Linked DNA regions of Mus musculus: region 2 is linked to region 1. A link is a contact called in public Hi-C data. All regions are on one chromosome and are shown on one strand. The core of a region is the stretch at or near the end of the contact, and the rest is flanking DNA. Distances in the headings are between cores, read along the strand shown. Region 1 holds the start of 4930429B21Rik (RIKEN cDNA 4930429B21 gene). Region 2 holds the start of Mccc1os (methylcrotonoyl-Coenzyme A carboxylase 1 (alpha), opposite strand).

Region 1 (7,143 bases), core at 3,326-5,825:
TCCCATGCTGACCATGCCACACAGGGCTTTAGCTATGGTTGGTTTGTCTCCATCCTCAGTGAAAAAGTAACCCTGGAAGGCATCATGTCCTGATCTTGAAAGTGAAGGCGCATAGTGTCTCAAGACTCCATGCAAATTTCCTTACAAGAGGGGAAATTGACCTGATATATGTACCAGCCTTTGGAGATCATACTTGTCTCTTCTCTTCTTATCATGTGTCTGTTCACATTAAGATTCCGGGCATAGACACCACAAATGCTCAAGCCAAGGGAAGCCACCCAAGGTACGTTACAATTATATTCTTGGTAAATGAACCAACACAGTAGATTTTTGTTGTATATAATTTAATATAATGAAAATATTTCTGTCTGTTATATTTTGAGACAGGTTCTCATGTAGCCAAGGCTAGCTTTGAATTGGCCATGTAGATGATAATGGCCTTGATGTCACCTCACGTGAGTATACATGCTTTTTTTTTGTTTGTTTTTTGCTTTTTGTTTGTTTGTTTGTTTGTTTTCTGAGACAGGGTTTCTCTGTGTAGCCCTGGCTGTCCTGGAACTCACTCTGTAGACCAGGCTGGTCTCAAACTCAGAAATCTGCCTGCCTCTGCCTCCCAAGTGCTGGGATTAAAGGCGTGCGCCACCATGCCCGGCTACATGCTTCACCTGCACAAAAGTAGGTGCATCACATGCATGCTTGGTTCCTGAGGAGCCAGAATAGGGCACTGGATTCTCTAGAACTGGAATTACAGATGGGTGGGCGCCAACACCTGGGTCTGGGAAGTGAACCCTGGTCCTCTGCAAAAGCAGCAGATGCTCTCAACTGCTGAGCCTTCTCTTCATATCCTTTAACTTTGTTTTAAGATTGGAGTTTTCTCCTAATAGATTCAATGTTTCCTATATAGTAGTTACATTATGAGAGAACGTAAAGCTGTCAGACACTGTAATCCTATTAATGAATAGAAGGACAGGCATTCCTGTTCATCCAGGCATTTGTTGACTGGTAGTCATCATTCAATTAACTGTGGCCATGCAAATATACTACTTGGGCTGAATCCGCTAACGAATTCGAGGATTTGTGAAATGATTTTTCCTCTTCTCCTTCATAACGGAATTGGACATGGTGGTGCATGTCTGTGATCTCACCACTCAGAATATTAGTAAAACCTTGGCTCAAAGACAAAAAAAAAAAAAAAAAAGTAATGGGTCTTATGCTGAGAGTCTCTTCTTCCCCTGGGAAAACCTCACTGTAGCCACTCCCCGTGTGCTTCTCTTCCTTAAAAATCTCTTTTGCCCTCAAGACGGCCTTGGTAACAGTAATCCCTTCCAAATGATCTACTTCCTTTGCCCCATGAGGGGGGCTTGGGAATCATTTGAGATGGGCAGGAGCAGGGTGGAAAACAGGCAGCAAGGAGAGGAATTGTAATGGGTTCTTAGGTACAATCTTGCACCCCATTGGCTCTGGCCCCAACAGTTTACATCTTGCCCACTGCTTTGGGGTGACTGATCTGTACCTTCAGCTTTGAGCTGTAAGGTCATTGGCTATCTATTGCCTCTTGCAATTACTATGAGTGGGTTTTAAGGCTGCAGGTGCTAAAAAAATAAATTTGACTTCCTCTTCCTCCTCCTCCTCCTCCTCCTTCCCCTGTCCCTTCTCCTTCTCTGAGACAGGGTTTCTCTGTGTAGCCCTGGCTGTCCTGGAACTCACTATGTGGACCAGGCTGGCCTTGAACTCAGAAATCTGCCTGCCTCTGCCTCCCAAGCACTGGGGTTAGGTGCCATTTGCATCTTCCTGTTGTGTAGGCTCAGGTGTCTGAGATGTAGATCTCAAGGTCTGTGCAGGAGTTCCACTGCTTCTGTGTCCACCGTTCCTTCCCAGGTAACCTCAGAAACTTCTTTTGGGGGAGGGGGCAGACATGAGGTCTTTCTTGAGGTTTATAACAATACCTCTAAGCGACAAGACTAACTGCCCATATTTGTGTCAGGTTATACTCTTAAAATTTTATTAAGGTTACTAGTCCTCTATGCAGGATGCAGGCCTGCTGTGGAGGTCAGAGGACAGTTTTGGGGAGTCGCTTCTCACCTTCCACCTTGCAGCATCCCTTGTTTCTCCTACTGTGGTGCATACCCCAGCCCAGCTGGTCTGAGAATTTGTGGGGGGTTCTCCTGTTTCTGCTCTGCATCTCACCACAGGGATGCTAGGATTACTGAAGCAAGTCACTGCACCTGGTTTATATTATATTATGCAGGGACTGGGGCTACCAGGCTCAGTGGCTAAGTACTTTATCTACAGCCATCTTGCTGGCCCCAGATTGCATTCTTTTTTGGAATGACTCATTGTGCCAGATGCCTATTAAAGCAGAGATGGCTGCACTGGCTTAAGGTTTAGTGACAAAAGTGGCTTTGGCCATTGGAATCTGTGTGAATGGGCCATAGCACATCAGTGCCACAATGTTACATTCCACTATCGATTTTGATCCTCTCATGTGCTTCAAGTCCCATAGAGGTATGCCTTCTGTCAACAGACCAGCAACACACAATCACAAAAGTAGGTTTCAGCCACAAGTCAGTGAGATTTGTTTTTGTCCTTTAGTAAAGGTGGTGAATATGACCGGTTTCTTTTTCTTTCATTTATTTTATTTTAAAAATTTATTTATTTATTTATTTGAGGGGGGCTACTGAATCTCATAAGACCCAGTGATTCACAAAAAAAGCTCTAATTTGTGGGGCCATTTTCTCTGTCATGAGATTTACATTTCTATGAAACAAGTATCTTGGGATTACTTGCTTTTTCCTGGGCCAGAGAAGGAAATGCCTGAGCTGTTTGAAGTAAGTTGTAGGATCAGGGGCAGCAAATTTGGAACATCGAGTGTATGTATGTGTATGAGCTAGCGGGTAAGGCCCCTACTTTCAGCTTTTAGATTTTATTCCAACATGCAAATACACATAAAACTATAAAATATAAACGGAAGACTCCAAGACCTGTCTCTTTCTGCACTCAGGGAGTTTAAGGTAGTAGTATATGTAATAAAGTCCCATGTGAGGAATGGAGATTGTTATCATGCAGTGGCCCGAGAGGCCATGGAAGTTGCTTGTAGGAGAGGCTGCAGGGGGCAAGGATGGACAGGGAGAAAGGCATTTAACACCAAGGACAGGCTGTGTAAGATCACAGAGGTAACGCTAGACTATGGGCCTGTGATGGATAGTACAGACTGTCAATAGGAGTGTTTCTGGATTAGAAACCGAGGAGGGAAGACTCACCCTGAGTGTGGGCGGCTTCGTGGATGGAAAGCAATCGAGCAGCTCCTCCCGGTTTCCTGACTATGGACATTTGTGACCAGCTGCCCCACTTTTGCTCTCATGGCTTCCCTGCTGTGATGGACTGTACCCTCAAACTGCGAGCCAAAATTAATTTTCTTCCGTTGCCTTTGCCAGCCATTTTATAAGACGGGACATGTGGGTGAAAACGAGGATGAGGGTTGTCAGATGGGAAAGGCCAGCCAGGGCCCAGCATGGTCCCAGCTAACAAGAGTGAATGGCAAAGTTCTGACAAAGGGCTGAGAAATGCGTTTCTACCCCGCTGCTTTTAAAACAATGAAGCCATTTGGTATTTTCACATATACAGCACGTGCACTGAACTCATCTGTGCGGTGGATTACTCTTCCCGATGGCGGGTGCACACTGGTCTAGTCTGCTGAACAGTCCTCGAATTCGCGAAGCCCGCCCGTACCTGGTTGTTGGCGCATGCTCCAGTCATAGCCTTGCATTCCCGTGTAAATAGGCAGTCTATTAGGCTGAGTTGAGGCTCACCATATTTAGATCTTGGCATTTTAGTTTATGGTTTACACAATAACCACACACAATGTGAAAGTACTTGATGCTGCGAAACCATACTCTGCCGGTAATATGGAAAATTCGTGTCATGTTATCCAAGGAGAAACCCCTAGCCACTATACAAGTATTCACATGCAGAAGGTACAAGCCGGCAGAACAAGCTAGGGCTGCAATCCATCCCAGCGCCTCTCTTGAAGGTATCCCGGGGACTTCTGCAGTCCTTCGGGTCCTGCCGGTGAGCGGGCTCCTTTCCAATGTCTTTGGGCGGAGGCGCAAGGAGTGCAGTTTCCAGGTCTCAGAGGAGAACCTCCGCCCTCCTACCAGGCTCTGCCAAGCTTCTGCCCTCATCGCTTTCAGGGTAGGCTGGGGCAGCTCCGAGGAGCCATCAGGGCCAGGGTAGGGTACCCTTTCGAGTCGCTGTTCCGCACCTGCTCGGCGTCCCGGGTCTGCGGGAGCAGCCGCTTGTCCGTGCACATGCGCAGTAGCGCTGCCGGGAGCCCTGCCTCCTCCTCCTCCTCCTCCTCCTCCTCCGCCGCCGCCGCCGCCGCCGCCTCCCGGTTCCGCAGTCACTTCCTGCAGCTGTTTCCCGGTGGCTCCGCTCCGACCGACTTTTGACAATCAGCCTCCAGCAGCGGAGCGGCCGGTCGGCGGCGGCGAGCGCAGAAAGTGGTCTTGGAGCGGGCAGCGGCGCGCGGGGTGGCGGGGCGGCTGCGGCCTGCCGGTTCCGGTGAGTGCGGTCCTCGAGTCCGCTCGGTTGCGTCCGTGTGCGCGTGTCAGCCTCGCCCGCGGCGTCCAGCGGGCCACCGATCCCGATCCCGCAGCCATTCGCACAGCCGCCTCGGCGACTCGGTGCTCCCGGCCGGCATCCTCGCAGGACCCGAATGCGTGTGAGCTTGCCCAGCCCGGGAATGGCACACGCGGGGGCGATGCTGCAGGGGCGCAGTTTTGAGTCCTAGATGCTGAGCCTGGGTCGCCAAGGCCTCCTCCCCTTCTAAGCTTTCTTCTGTGATGTAAAACAGCCTGCCAGGGCTGTTTTTCTGCCTGCCACGTTTTGGTGACCTCTGAGTAAGGTTTTCTCTTGTCTTCTCTTCTCCGGAATACCCAGGGGTAGCCTTCCTTACTTTACCCGGACGCCAGGAACCTGTTCCTGGATTCTCTTCTTTGCCCTGGGTCTGTTTCTGCTCAGGGGAGGCTGTTGTTTGCAGTACAGCCGGTGAGGAGTAGGCCCCAGCCCAACCGTGGAAACGTGTGCTGTGGTCATTCATTTCCCTCAGACCGGTACATGGTGGAGCTGTGATTTTCTTTAGTGTCTCTGAGCTCCCTTCCAAATTAGGACATCAAGCGCTGTGCATCCTTCGTGTCTGCCATCGCACACGTCCAATCGGATGGATTTTGAGATCTGAGAAGTATTTTTATAACAGCTTCTAAATTAGTCTCTTAAATTAATGCAGCAGTTTGAACGGATCCGAGCATGTTTTTGAGTCTGTATTTCAGCTTGTGTATTCACTGAAGCTTAGCTTTGGTTTTATTTATTTTTAGAGTTATTTATTTATTTATTTTTACCCAAATGTAATACCTGTTGTGATTGTCACCTATAGACTTTTGGGGGAGGGCTTTTTTTTTTAACCTTATGTTGATTATTAAATCTAACAGTATTTTTGAGGTCTCTATTCTTTCTTTGAACATTATGAACATAAAATGTAATAATAGGTAAACCTGCACTGTAAACACCCCCACCCCACCCGGCCGGCCAGTGTTTTGCTTTGAAATAAGGCCTTTTTGTGCCTCTGCTGGGAGGAGGGCCTTGTTTCTGCAGGACTGCTGCATGATTCTGGGGCCACGCATGCTGGGGTTTCATCAGGTGGGAGTAAGCATGTGAGAAACAAGCCCAGGCATGTCTTGGGAGCATGCTGATTCGGTTCTCTATGTATATTGCTGATTTTCTATATCCAGATGTTTTGATATCCTGCCCTGTCCTTTCTCTATGATCTAACAGAGAATCTGGATGACAAGTTAGGGTCAGAATGACATGGTCCGTTCTATCTAAGTAGTTAATCTATTTAAAAAGATGATTTCATTACCCTGCCTCCAATATCCCTAATCATCTTTGCTCTTTGAATGTCTTAGTTGGGAGACATAATATTGTTTCAGAGAAACTTACTGTTTAAATGTATCAGATCTGTATCACTTTCCTTTGTGTTTCCAGAGATACGGGTAGTTGATTATTATCCTTTTCTAGCCATTATGATTAATGAAAAGTGTTGCTAAATATTAAGACTAACCACTCTTAACTGAATGACTTCCCAGTCAGTGGCTCCTCTCCACTGTGTGTCTACAAATGTTTTTTTCCCTCTTAAAGCGTCCTTGAGTCATTTTAGTAAGACTGTTAGTGTCCTAGCCTACACATCTTCATCACAGACAGGGAAGCTCAGTAGCCGAAGACACCGAATTCTGTTGACCAAAAAAAAAAAAGAGCTTAAACGATACTCCTAATAGGATGGACGTTAGACTTCGTTGTTGTTGTTGTTGTTTTTGTTTTTTTTTTTTTTTTTTCGAGGCATATTCTCTCTACATAGCCCTGGCTGTCCTAGAACTCACTGTGTAGACCAGGCTAGCCTTGAAGCCAGAGTTCAGCCTGCCTCTGTCTCCCAAGTGCTGGGATTAAAGGTGTGTGCCACTACCATCTGACTGGAAGTATAGACTTTGAAATAGGATTTTAATTTGGATAATTAGAATCTGAGAAACTTGAATGGTATTTACTGTGGGGTGTTTTTTAAGTAGTGAGAACTAAAAGATGCTGTTTGGGGAGCAGAAGGAATCAGGGATAAAGATATAGAGGGAGTGGAACATAGTGGATCTATTCTGAGGAAAACAGAATAGAGAGAGTCTTGGCTTCTTTTTTGTTAGTATGATAAAATATCCTGGCAAAAGCAACTTAAGGGAGAAAGGGTTTGTCTTAGAGTTCAAGGTACCCCTGTCATGGTGGGGCAGCCTAGGCAACATGAGCCTGAAGCAACTGGTCATATCAGGTCCACAATCAGAAGAGAACAGTGCTGGTGTTCAGTTCTGTCTCCTTTTGATGCAGTCCAGAACCCACACAGGGGTGCTAGCCACATTTAGGGTGGGTCTTTCCACCTCAACCTACTTAAGAAAATCCCTCATAGGCATGCCGACACCCAACCTAACCTGCATCACTCCTCATTGAGACTCCTTTTCTAGGTACTTCTAGCTCCTGTCAAGTTGACAACTGAAATGACACTGAAGGTAGGGCTTAGGATAGTGTGGTCCATTACTTGGTTGGACATTTTTC
Region 2 (7,045 bases), core at 4,008-6,507, 3.6 Mb before region 1:
CCTCAGAGAACTGCTCAAAACAATGCTCTAATACCTAGTGATTGTTGTATATGTTTAATAATAATAGGAAAAGCATATTAATAGCAGGAATCTTTCCTAAATGAATTTCTCATGAGCCTTACCTTGGAGTTCTATTGTAGATTTTTAATCCAAGGTAGTCATCTCAGAAAGATCACCTGTTAGCTTCTCCTATGACAGCTCCAGACAGGAAATGGTAATCAGGATATATTAAGTGAGAATAAAATCTATTTTCAATATAAGGGGAAAAAAGAATATTCAATGCTCTGGTGGATTTTGTTGTTGCTGTTTTAGAAATGTAGGTCCAAGAGGGGAAAAAAGCTGTTAGAAATAATTGGAAGAACTTACACAACAATTTTCCCTTGATTTTTGTAGTGCTCTTGAAATCAAGTGCAATTTTTCTAACCTTTCCAATGGAAATTGAAGTCAAGTCTGTGAGTGGCTTGGCAGCCTTCCAGCATCTGTGATATTGAGCTGGCCTCGCTCCATTCTTTCTCAACTGTAGCAGGTGGGTCTCACGCAGCAAGGACAATCTAGCTGGAAGGGGAAATATATAGTGAAAGAACCCTGTCATAGTTTTAGAAGTCTCCTACTAACATAGCTGAGTAAAACTAGCTTTAGCGTATAAGAATCATAAATAAAGATTTAGACAAGTAATTGTTAATCCCACTGGGCAAGAATAAAACCACTAGCACAATATTTGAGCCACATTTAAAGCAAGCCTTGATAAGTGCCAGCAGGGTGATGGACACTGTCCAGGTCCATAAACAGGATCCCCAGAGAATAGCTGAGAATTATGTTAATCCCATGCTTATAAAGGCAAAAACCACAAAGCTTCCCAAGTCTCACGGTCATCCAATCATGGGCAAGCATACATCCTGATGTACTTCTGAGTATGTACCTTCATCCAATCAGGGACAAACATACATCCTGATGTACTTCTGAGTATGTACCTTCATCCAATCAGGGACAAGCATACATCCTGATGTACTTCTGAGTATGTACCTTCATCCAATCAGGGACAAGCATACATCCTGATGTACTTCTGAGTATGTACCTTCATCCAATCAGGGACAAGCATACATCCTGAGCAGTTGGGGAAACCAAGCTTGTTTACAAAAGTGAAACACAAACAACAGCCCCCAGCATTCCAGGGAGTTATCTGTTCTTGGACAAGCGTGGCATACAGGTTCCAGGCATTTTTGTCTTATAGGTCTCTTAAGCACAACAGTTAAAGCTTAAAACATAACTTTAGTCCTCACATAATAATAACAGAAAAGGAAAAGCTATTTCATTTTTGAAACAGAGTCTCATGTAGCCTATGCTGGCCACAGACTCCCTTTGTGGCTTTTGCACTAACCATCTAACTAGGCTTCTTGATTGAATCTGACTTTCTCCTTCTGCTATGATAGGATCCATTCATCTGTCTTCTATTGTAATACATCTGGATGCCTGACTGTTCCCTTCACACTGGTCTCTGTAAATTTTATCTGTCAGTGCCAATGTGTTGCTGTTTCTCTCCAGATAACGTTTTCTTAAGGAGAGCACACATTTATCCAAAAGATCTAGGAATCTGACTCTTCAACCAAAATTTCAGTTATATACTGTGATTTTTAGTTGTTGTAATACATTAAATTTCAGAGGCAGTTTGTGACTCGAAAGATAATATTTATATGTCAGTATGTGCATTTCACATGATAAGCTGCTAATGGTGAGCAGAGTATTATAGCTTTCCCACATCTGTAAAATATATGTATTCTTGGCATTGAGATTATAGGAAGTTATACATGCACGTGTACATATATGCATATTTGGGCATGTGTGCATGTGTTTTGTCCATTTATGGCTTATTTGGTATTGAGTCTCATAAGTGAATAAGGATCTTTCTTAGTCAGGGTTGTACTGCTGTGAACAGACATCATGACTAAGACAACATTATAAGGATGATATTTAATTGGGGCTAGCTAACAGGTTGAGAGGTTCAGTCTATTATCATCAAGGCAGGCCGTCATGGTGCAGGAGGAGCTGAGAGTTTTACATCTTCACCTGAAGATGCTAGCAGACCTGGCTTCCAGGCAGCTAGGACTAGGGTATTAAAGCCCACACCCACAGTGTGGGGCACACCTATTCCAACAGGGCCATACCTTCTAATAGTGCCACTCCCTGGGCCAAGCATATCCAAACCATCATGGGAACCAACATTTCTTTTCCAGAGAGCCTAACCCTATCATCTCTTGAACTGAGCTAAAATAAGGAACAACACCCGGGTTTTCTCAAACAGTGGTCAAGTACCTATGAACACATTTTCTTTTCTTTCAAACATTAACATGATCAACTATATCAGTGGCTTCTCAATAGTAAGCCAACCTTACATTTCTACAATAAAATTTACCTTGCTATATATCACTCTATGTTTTAGTTAATGTTTATATGGGATTTTTCCATCAATACACACAATGGGGGTTGACTATCAATGTGTGTGTGAAGTACATGTTCTTTTTATTGATTTTGGCATCCATGTTATCTTCATAGAAAGAACTGTAAAATTTTCCATCATTTTGTGCTCTAGAAAAAAAGTAATAGCACTGCAATGAACCATTGTTTATTACATATGGAAATTCTTTTAGCTAGAGAAGGTGAGCTTTTTCATCAGTTGGGGTGGAGGTAAAGAGGGATTCAAAACAGGGGGAAGGATTATTTAGATCTTGTCTCTTTTCCAGCATCTATTTTAGTAAACAGTATTTTCTTGTAAAATCCATTTCATTTCTGGTTTGTCAAAGTTGTACAAAATCAGCTTCTTGTTAATTTATTGTTTTCTCTATATTTGATTTCCCTACTTTTAAAAGTGAGTTCCAGGACAGCCAGGGACATATATATATATATATATATATATATATATATATATATATATACACACACACACACATATATATATATATATATACACACACACACATATATACACACACACACACACACACACACACACACACACACACATATATATATATAATCAAGACCAGTGTGGTGGTGCACACATTCAGTCCTAGCCCTTGGGAGGCAGAGGCAGGCTCTCAAACTCTGTGAGTTAGAAGTCAGCCTGGTCTACATAGTGAGTTCCAGGACAGTCAGGGCTACATAGAGAGACCGTGTCTCAAAAAGAAAAAAAAAAAAAGTCATGTGAGATTTTTTTCCTCTTTATTTCTTGCTTATTTGGAGGCCATGTTCACTTTTTTGCTGTTTTAAATATATATCTTACATTCATTTTAAGTACAAGATGAAAACAATTTCTCCCCACGCCCAGAAAACAGTGTGTGGTTTTTTTTTTTTTTTTTTTTTTTTAATATGGAACTCTTCACACCTGAAACAGCGTAAAAGTAAACAACTAAATGAAAACCTGAGGAAATATTAACCTCTATAACTAGAGTTCTTATAACTCTGTAGGAAAAAAAGATATCCAGCCACACAAACAAAGCCAGTGGCAAGTACTCCCAGGGACGTTTTGAAACTATGTGATGACTCTACCGATAAAAGTCTAAACTTACTCAATATAAGATATCCTTCCTGAAGGAAGGAATTCATTTCTGGTGAACTCCAGAGGGATGGGTTCTCTTTTGCTGGCCAATGGGCCAGATAAGTAGGAACCTTCTCGAAAATACACAAGCAAGCCAATTTGTATCCAGACTTTCTAAAAGTTCGAATCTTTCAAGAAAACATCTTAGATTTTAAAGACAGGTGCAGGACTACTAGCCCAGACTGGTCTCGAACTTGGTCTGCAGGTTAGGATGGGCTTGAACTCCTGATGTTCCTGCTTCCACTTGTGTCCCCTTATTTCTAATTATTTTCTTAGTTCCTGGATTTATTTGTCCTTTGGTGTTAGTTTTCTGATTTCACTAATTTATTCCTCTTTACATTTGTTTTCCTTCTGCATTTATGTTTGTTTTTCATATCTTATTTATTTTGGTTTTTGAGGGACAGCCTCAACGTATTGCTCAGGCTGGCCTGGGACTCACTGTCTAGTCAATCCTGTCACTTACTACAATCCTTCTGCTTCAGCTTCTGGGATTGCAAATATGCGCCACTACGTCCCATTTAGTTTTTGCACTTATAACCCTTCGATTGGCTGTTTCACTTACTGTGTTTTTCTCCCCCATATGAGCTCTGCCTCAGCTGTATCAAATACCTACACATAGCTTTTACTGTGTCTTTGTTTCCTGCCACGCAGTTTCCACTGCCCCTTTTTCCTGATGTTTAGTGAGAAAGCTTGCATTTTGCTTGAGTGGTGGTTTGAGGGGCTGTGCATTTTCCTCTCATGCTCTGTGCTAAAAAAAAAAAAAAAGAAAAAAAAAAAAACCTGGCCCCGCCCCTCCAGATGGAGCCCAGCCCCTCACAGTTCACTCCCCACCCCCCAGGCACATGGTCCAATCAGCCAATCGGTACCTTGAAACACCCAGTTTTGTGATTGGCTCTTGCGGAGACGCCTACTTGCTCTTCGGAGCTACGGTGGCGGATCGGGGACAAGAAGCTTGCGCAGGGAGGGACGCTTTCAAGAATAAGCCAAGCAGCTTTTGGAATCCAGCAGAACAGCGCGGAGATGGCGGCGGCGGCGTTGTTGGCTGCGGTGGACAGGAACCAGTTGCGACGGGTCCCGATCCTGCTGCTGCAGCCGAGGTGACTCAGGGGTACTGCCGGTCCGTGCGCGGCCCGGATGCGAGGCGCTGGGTCACGTGAGAGCAGCCCTTTAAGTGCCTGTGTGTAGTTTTGGTAGGCGCTGTCCCACTTCAGTCTTTGGCTCTTCCTACAGACTCTGCCACCTTGGCTGGTTTCTGATCTGGGCACCCCGCACGGTGCTGCAACCGAAGATGGCATACGTAGCTAGAGGCTTGCACCAGGACCCCTTTCCCAAAGTCGCTTTCAGCTTAGCTCCCTCATTTTGAGTGCAGTTCAGAGAAGGATTTCTAGAGACCTTTCCCATTGCTGGGAAGAGTCAAATTAATGAGGGGTGAGTTTTGTCGAACGCTCTTGTTCACAAGTTTGAACAAAGCTGGCAGATGACTACCCCGGATCCTTTTGGAAACGAAGCTCCACGCTTTGACAACAGTGAAAACCCCAAGTCATGTAGATAGATTACTTCACCATAATCATCACCTCCTCGCATTCTGAAAAACGTACTGGCCCAAGGGCAAGAACTGCCTGCAGAAGGTTGGGTTCCCAGCTTACCTGTGACCTTGGTCGAGTTACCTAATATCCGTGCTTCAGTTTCTTCTGCTTGGAGGTGATGATACTTGTATCTAGCAGAGGTAATATAAAGACGATACTAACCCCCTCGTATGTCCAAATCAACACGTGGATAAAAATTTAAACACATCATGGTCCATTCAACAAACAGTGGTCGATGCCCTGGATTTTCGGTGAATACTAAAATGTAGGTCTTCACCCTATATTTTAAATAAGAAAGATGGTGAAAGTTGTATTAGTGCTGTTTTTCTTCCTGTGAATTTCCTTAGGTTCCCAAGAATACCACAGAGTCATTCTCCTCTCAAGGCTTAGTTATAGCTGTCATCCTGCTAATAGTTTTTAAAATTAAAACTCTTACCAGCATGAGAATTTTACCTTTTCTTTTTTCTTTCTTTTTACCAGCCATGATTCCTCTAATACCTCAGAGAAAAGAATTTGATTAGTCAGACTCTACCCATGAGAATAGCGGCTGTCTTAATTGGTGAATTATCTCCTGGCAGGCAATTTACTCGTCATGTTTAAATGTTTTGAGATGTAGCAAAAAGAGCTTTGAAAAATGGGATAGAGAAATCAGAACATTGTCAAGATAAAGGATTGCACTTAAGGAGTGTGTCTGACTGCCTGACTCAGTCTTCACTAGCTGAGAGGAAAAAAAAAAAAAAAAACATTTTAGGCTATCAGTGGTCCCAGGTTGGATACATGACAAAGCTGTGATTTCTTAGGCAGGACTGGAAAAGCCTTAAACCCTAACTTACCTGGAGAGGTCAGAGGGGAAAACAATGCTCCAAGCTGAAAAATTCCTTTAAAAGACCAGGAAAGTTAAGTTTTCCTCCTTGAAGAGCAAGAATGTGGGGTGGGCTGAATTGGAAAGATTTGTAAGAGCACCAGTCTCTGAAGAAGCCATCAAGCAGAGCTCTCCCGCCAAAGATGGATGTTTTCCCAGTTGGCTCCAGAGTGACAGCATCTGAGAAAGTGTGCCTCCCAGGATGCTAAGCCTCCGGTGTTCCTCACATGACCCTTGGGAGATACTAGTCCTGCTGGTTGCATAGTTGCATGTAAAGGGTATATGCATATTGTTGCAGTCATATAATATCTAATGTAGCCTGTGATCTTTATGCTTCATGAAGGAACTAAGCTCATAAGTCTCTATATAACCGTGGTCTTGTTTGGGAAAATTGTATACTTTAAAACCGGGCAGTATCTTCAAGATTGCCTCGTATGGAATGGGAGCTGTAGGTTAAGCACTTGGCTAGCATGTTTGTGGTCCTCTAAAACTCAAATTCATCTATTTGTAAAGCTTATTCCTTGCTGTATAAGTTTTCTCATTGGGAGGGTATTAATGAAAAAGAGATCGAGTAACCCCAATGTCAAGCGACCTGACAATGGGTAAGTGTATGTTGAAGAGTAACCAGAATAACTAGCCATAGCCTACTTTTTTTTTTCTTTTTCTTTTTCTTTTTTTTTTTTTTTTTTTTTTTTGTCTTTTGAAGCAGGATTTCTCTGTATAGCCCTGGCTGTCATAGAACTCACTCTGTAGACCAGGCTGGCCTCGAACTCAGAAATCTGCTTGCCTCTGCCTCCAGAGTGCTGGGATTAAAGGCGTGCGCCCCCACTGCCTGGCTTAAAGATTTATCTATTTTTGTTTATATTAGTACACTACAGCTGTCTTCGGACACACACTAAAAGCGTCCATCAGATCCCATTACAGATGGTTGTGAGCCACCATGTGGTTTGAATTGAACTCAGGACCTCTGGAAGAGCAGTCAGTGCTCTTAACCGCTGAGCCATC

The links. Hi-C and Micro-C count contacts between places; a contact is called where the count stands out from the background.
Region 2: a Hi-C map of B cells shows a contact between it and region 1, with 5 read pairs. The contact joins the promoter of Mccc1os here to the promoter of 4930429B21Rik in region 1. A contact is called at or near these places in 1 of 39 promoter capture datasets (pre-B cells) and 1 of 484 Hi-C or Micro-C datasets (B cells).

Annotation. Positions count from the first base shown.
Region 1 is chr3:32,362,921-32,370,063 of GRCm38.p6, reverse strand. It overlaps 4930429B21Rik (RIKEN cDNA 4930429B21 gene), which reads right to left and starts at 4,575. Exons shown (of 1, transcript NR_027966.1): 1 at 2,626-4,575. Zmat3 (zinc finger matrin type 3) reads left to right here and starts at 4,399. Exons shown (of 6, transcript NM_009517.2): 1 at 4,399-4,560.
Region 2 is chr3:35,998,125-36,005,169 of GRCm38.p6, reverse strand. It overlaps Mccc1os (methylcrotonoyl-Coenzyme A carboxylase 1 (alpha), opposite strand), which reads right to left and starts at 5,257. Exons shown (of 3, transcript NR_029456.1): 1 at 4,459-5,257; 2 at 425-555. It overlaps Mccc1 (methylcrotonoyl-Coenzyme A carboxylase 1 (alpha)), which reads left to right and starts at 4,492. Exons shown (of 19, transcript NM_023644.4): 1 at 4,492-4,689. The coding sequence starts at 4,613.